Linked DNA regions of Hordeum vulgare: region 2 is linked to region 1. The links are chromatin contacts, called in public Hi-C maps. All regions are on one chromosome and are shown on one strand. The core of a region is the stretch at or near the end of the contact, and the rest is flanking DNA. Distances in the headings are between cores, read along the strand shown. Region 1 has its middle 650 kb from the start of LOC123395566. Region 2 holds the start of LOC123451758 (protein FAM135B-like).

What was found. Hi-C and Micro-C count contacts between places; a contact is called where the count stands out from the background.
Region 2: a Hi-C map of seedling shows a contact between it and region 1, with 2.4 times the contacts expected there. The contact joins the promoter of LOC123451758 here to the enhancer-like site in region 1. A contact is called at or near these places in 2 of 6 Hi-C or Micro-C datasets (leaf and seedling) and 1 of 1 datasets of contacts at active chromatin or transcription factors (embryo).

Annotation. Positions count from the first base shown.
Region 1 is chr5H:260,440,730-260,443,476 of MorexV3_pseudomolecules_assembly, reverse strand. No RefSeq gene overlaps it. Among protein-coding and RNA genes, the nearest start is that of LOC123395566, 650 kb to the right of the region's middle. Within about 2 kb of position 1,421, at least 3 of the 3 cell types and tissues checked have open chromatin away from gene starts, as enhancers often do. A contact at or near this core is called in leaf and seedling, where this site is marked.
Region 2 is chr5H:261,229,041-261,231,787 of MorexV3_pseudomolecules_assembly, reverse strand. It overlaps LOC123451758 (protein FAM135B-like), which reads right to left and starts at 1,412. Exons shown (of 14, transcript XM_045128289.1): 1 at 679-1,412; 2 at 139-230. The coding sequence starts at 902.

The sequences.
Region 1 (2,747 bases), core at 172-2,671:
GTTATATTGTTAAGCAACTTTTATCTTCGGGTTAAAAGGTATCGGGGTGTTTATACGTATGTTATCAGATCTGAGGTGTGTATATTATAATACTATTTATACATAAGTTACAGGGGGAGGGGGTATATTTTCCATAAAGTTCCCCAGCCAATAATCATCAATGTACTTGTGCGTAAGTTATCAGATATGTGTTGTCGTATATTATCATACTATTTAAGCAGAAGTTACCTCTCTTCAACAACTTTTTTCCCGGGCCAATAGTTACCACGGTGTTTGATCAGAAATTACCACCCATGTGGTGTGTATATTACCATGGTATTTACTCCATAAGTTATGGGTGTGTGTATTCAAAAACTTTATCTCTGAGATGAAAAATATCTTGGTGTTTATACGTGACTTATCAGATTTGCCTTGCCCATATTAGCAAGTTTAGTATAAAAAGCATGGTAACTGTAGGATGTAAATGCATGATGACTTTAGCATGATCATCGTGATAATTATAGCTTGGACGACCTGAAAACTTTATCATGAGTGGTCTAATAAATACAACGACCATCATGGTGGAAAAACGTCTCTTCTCACTTGTTTGTTTAGCATGCAAAAGAGCCGCTCCATTACCCCATCTCCCCAATGTGATGTAATGTGAAATCATCAAAGTTTTCACTAAAAACTCCTTGATTTGATGGCATAAATACACTCGTCACAAGATCCAAACCCCCTTCAAATTTTAAATCTTGAACAATAAGTGAAACTAACCCAGGTTGTTGCATAGTCACGTACTCAACCATCATGTTACTGGTTCGTGTATCACGAACTCACTATCTTGAATAAAAGCCTCATATTCCAAAGGCTGAGCAATAATAACAGCAACAAAGTCGTGGCGAGTTGGCTAGTGTGTTCTGTACATACCATGAGGTTGGGGTTCGACTCCCTTCCGTGCCAGTTTCTTTCTCTCACGCAAGGTATCGGTTTAGTTGGATCCGGATTTTAAACCAAAACATTTCAATTTTACAAATTCCCAATAAATAAATTGTAGTAAGGTATTTTTGGTTTTGTAATATAATTAAAGTAGACCTCGGGCCATAGTATTTACTAGAAGCTTATCTTTCGTAAGCATGCCATATGGTGGGTGGACAAGTTATTTTTGGGCAATTGATAAAAAAGTGCATAGTTATAACGTTATTCATTGCATGATCAATTATATGCATTCCGTCCATGATCAATTATATATTTGTCCAAGTCTGTTTGCTTCTCTTATGGTTTTGCTCTTCTGTCACATTTCTGTCCAGTTACTGCCATTTGACCGTGTGCTCATCGTCTATGGACTTTTCACTGGACTATTTTGCCCCTGCTTCCCCACTACCTCACATGACACTCTGAAGTGGGACCAATCACCCTTCTCGGCCAGTCAAACCCTAGCCCAATATCCCCTTCCCCATCTCTCAAATATTATCCCTTTATTCCACCCTAACTCCTCCTCCCGAGCCCGAGCCTCAATCCTGTCTCGATTGGAAGATGCCATCGCCGCCGTTTGACGTGGCCGGAGCAGCATCGGACCACTCCCTCCTCTTCCCCGTTTCTTTTATCCTCCTTCCCTTTTACTTCTCTCTAATCCCTTTCCCTCTCTCTGTTTCACGTGCCTGCAGATTGAGCCATGGATGCCAAATGCCATGAAACCGACCTCTTGCCCGTGGATCTCATCAGCTCATTCTTGTCGAACATAGCTGATGTTTCTTCTCTCCCTCCATATGAACGGCTACTGGTACTCCCCGTATCCACCACTGCATGCCGCCGTCTAGCAAAGGAGGCTCGGCAGGATGTCGGCACCGCCCAAATTTTGTGTTACCATGGCCAGGAGGAACGCAGACGTAGCCTTCCTCCGCCTCCCTGTCATGGCCGCCAAAGGCCGCGCTGCACATGCTAGCCTCCGCAGCTGTCGCTCCGTCGCCTATGCTCTGCCATCAGCAGCAGCAAGATCGGGCGCCATGAGCCCCAGATCCAGCTCTGCTCCACCATGGTACCTCACTACCCGATCTCCATTTTCTAGTGGATTTGACGAGATGTGCCATGGAATTGTCACCAATGGCGTCAGCAAGCTCATCCTCCTTCTCTGCTCTAATGAGGTGGATTTGGTGAGCTCTAACGAGCTCATCCTCATCTCCTTAGACGAGGTTGATTTGGTGATCTCCCATGAGCTCATCATCCTTTTGTCCTCTGACGAGGTTGATTTGGTGAGCTCCGATGATCTCATCCTTCTTCTCTCTTCTGACGATGAGGATTTAGTAACCTCCGCCTATGAATACTTTAGCTCTGGCAAGCTCATCCTCATACTACAGAGGGCATACTCTAATCGTTGACGCACTATAAATTTTTTAACACTTGACCCAATGTAATTAGCTAGTATATTTATCTAGAAACTCTTTACTAATTATTAGTTATATTCAAGATGATAACAACATTAAGTGCTGATTTGTGTTACTTTTGTTTTAGTTAGTTCACGGTGTGTATATTACTGCATGAAAAAGTTATGCAAAATTACTGTGATGTGTAGAACATGGCATATTTGGTCAGTTGTGGGTCCCACATGATAGTTGCAAGAGAGAGGGATGGTTTTGTTAGTGATGGGTCCCACTTAGCAGTGTCCCTCAAGAGATTGAGGAAGCAGGGACAAAATGGTCTACCAAAATGTCTATATATGGTCAACACATGGTCAAACGACACTAACTGGACGAAAACGTTATGGAAGG
Region 2 (2,747 bases), core at 163-2,662, 790 kb before region 1:
CTACACAAATTCAAGAACCTCACAGATTGCAAAGGTATCAATTTAAACATGTATTTCCTTGAAATCATGTGAAAATAACAGAAGCACTGAAGCAGGCGATCACATCATACTGTCCCTCGTTAGAAGAGATGGACGCACCTTCGTACTGGACTACCCTTGCGGGTGAAGCTGGTGTCTTGCTACCGCTTTCACCCTCCTCCCACATTGCACTAATCTTCATCTGGTACCATCTGCACATAACCCAATACTCGTTTCACAACGAAGAACAGCACTCCCTAGTTGACATAAAATATAAAAATTTCGGAGATCCAGAAATATGGAGACAAAGATCTGCATGCCGTCTCGCAGCGCAAAAATGTGTATGGACAAACTCAGAACTGCCAGTACGAGGGGGGGGGGGGGGGGGGGGGGAGGTCTGACTCGCAAAAAAGAAAAAAGAAAAACCGAATTAACACGAAATGCTCCAACAAACCAAAACTATTGACTAAGTTTGTACCGAAACTTTGTATTGGCTTTTTTACATGTCACAAAAAAATGAAACTTTTTAACTCAAACCACTTGGAACTTTAGTATAGTCAAAAAAGAGAATAGTGAAACTAAACCCAAGAAGAAGAAAAAAGACATCCACGGAAAAGAAAAGACCAAAAGCAAGCATCTCCACGAGACACGGCTCCATACCCTTGCTGGAAGAGATCGAGGTTGTGGAAGCGGTGGATGTAGACGGCCACCTCGTGCACCGTCTCCATAACGTCCGGCGGGCGGAAGCAGATGGCCCTCTTGGCCCCCGGCCCCGCGGCGGCGTTGTGCACGCGGCCGGACGCCGGCGAAACCCTCCTGGTGGCTCCACGCGGGCTGCCCTGGTCAACGGCGCCGCCGACGAGGCACTTCATGCGGCCGAACATGGCCGCCCCGCCCGCCCCGATCCGCGCATCACTTGGCCGATCCCTGGGCTAGCGAGCTCTAGGGTTGGGGCTTGGGACCCCGCGGGAGTAGGACGCAGGGGAGGCCAAACGCGTTGGCGGGGGAGAAGGAGAGGGCGGCGGCGTAGCACGTCAGTGGGCTTGGCTAGTTGGCAGATCGGGAAGGAATGATGGGAGGTAGGAGTAGTTGGTTAATGGCGGCGGCGGCGGCGGCGCGAGTTTGGCACGTGGGGCCTGGGCGGCGGCGTAGAGGCCGGGCGGTGGGGCCCGGTCGCCGGAGGGTCCGGAGATCGGAGGCGGAGTAGTGGGAGAAGGAGGCGGCGGTAGAGCTGGTGAGAAAGAGCCAAAGAGGAGGAGGGTGAAGGGGGAGAGAAAGGTTGGAAGGGGATTTTTAATGGCTGGCTCGTGTCACAGACATGTGGCGGCCGAGTTGCAAGTGAGCGCGGCTCGATGGAGCTGTTTGAGGGGAACGGCGGGCACGGTCGTGTAGGGTGCACGTGGAGTCGGAGGAGTGGAGGAGACAATTTTATGGCCGTAACTCTACCGGGTACACAAGCAGGTAGCAGGTCGTTAGGGTTGGCGGTCCCACCTGTAGGCATCTTGAGTTTTTTTAGCCATCTTCGAGTTAGAGCATCTCCAACGGCAGTCGTTGGTATAAATGTCCACATCAACAGCCAACAGCACATCATATATGCTTTTCAATGTACTATATGTTAACCGTATATAAAATAACTAAACGAGTTCACAAAATGTTGAAGAAATGATCATGTTTGCCTCGGAGCTTGTTCCTGAACCGTTGCTTCAAGTTCATACGATTGCATTCTCTCTCTTCTTTCATTATATGACATGTCATTAAAAGCGTCTATGTGACAATTTTACCAACGATGATCATACGACTATTGGAGATGCCCTTAGTTGGTACTAGTACTAGTTTCTTCACAAAAAAAGTTAGTTAAAGTTCTAATGTATCTTTGAAATTAGGCGGGTCCATCATCCGCACGCGGCTGCTTTGTCGCACTAGGGTTAGGGTTCTCTCATTGGGGGTGGTGTTTTCTCCGGTGGTTCTCGGGGTGGCGATGGCACTGATCAGCGACGCTTTCACTCTCCTATGACGAGCCTATGGCAAAGTGATCGGGGAGAGGAGTGGCTACTGCAAAGGAGATGACCATTCCATGAGCAGAAGCGACAACGGGCGCGACAAGGAGGAAATCTTCAATATCTCTCGCAGACCGCAAGACTTCTAGGGAGGCCTCCAGCCCCTCGACTAAGCTAGGCGAGTTGATCGTGATGAAGAAAGAACATCACGGTTTCGGATCCGTCTCTAGAACAAGTTAGTGTTGCAAGATGGTCTATGATGGGCAAGGTGTACTCGACGAGGCTGCTCAATAACCGTCCTCTCGAGAGGACGATGCAAAAGGTTAGGGGCTTACATAGGGAAGAACAATTCAAGGATAATAAAAGGAATATATCCGTGGTCACGTGCGGGGGTGAAGGTGATTGGAGGCCTTCGTTGAACAATTGACCATGCAATGGGCCTCAAAGATTATGAAGGGAACGTACGTCCTTCGAAGATGGTTTCATGTGGTGGAATTTTTACCTATTTTTGGGCCAGCCCAAGGTACAATTTTAGAAATTCCTAATAAATCCTAGAGGCCCACGCAGGCCTTTTGTGCAAGGCAAGAGGTGGAAAAGTTTAGTCCCACATTGCTAGTTTAGTGGGATTTGGACCTCCTTATAAGGGAGAATGTTTCCACACATGTATAAGCACAGATCTGGCCAAACGGGCCGGGTAAATGGGTCGGCCCGACAGCCCGCGTGGCTGGCACG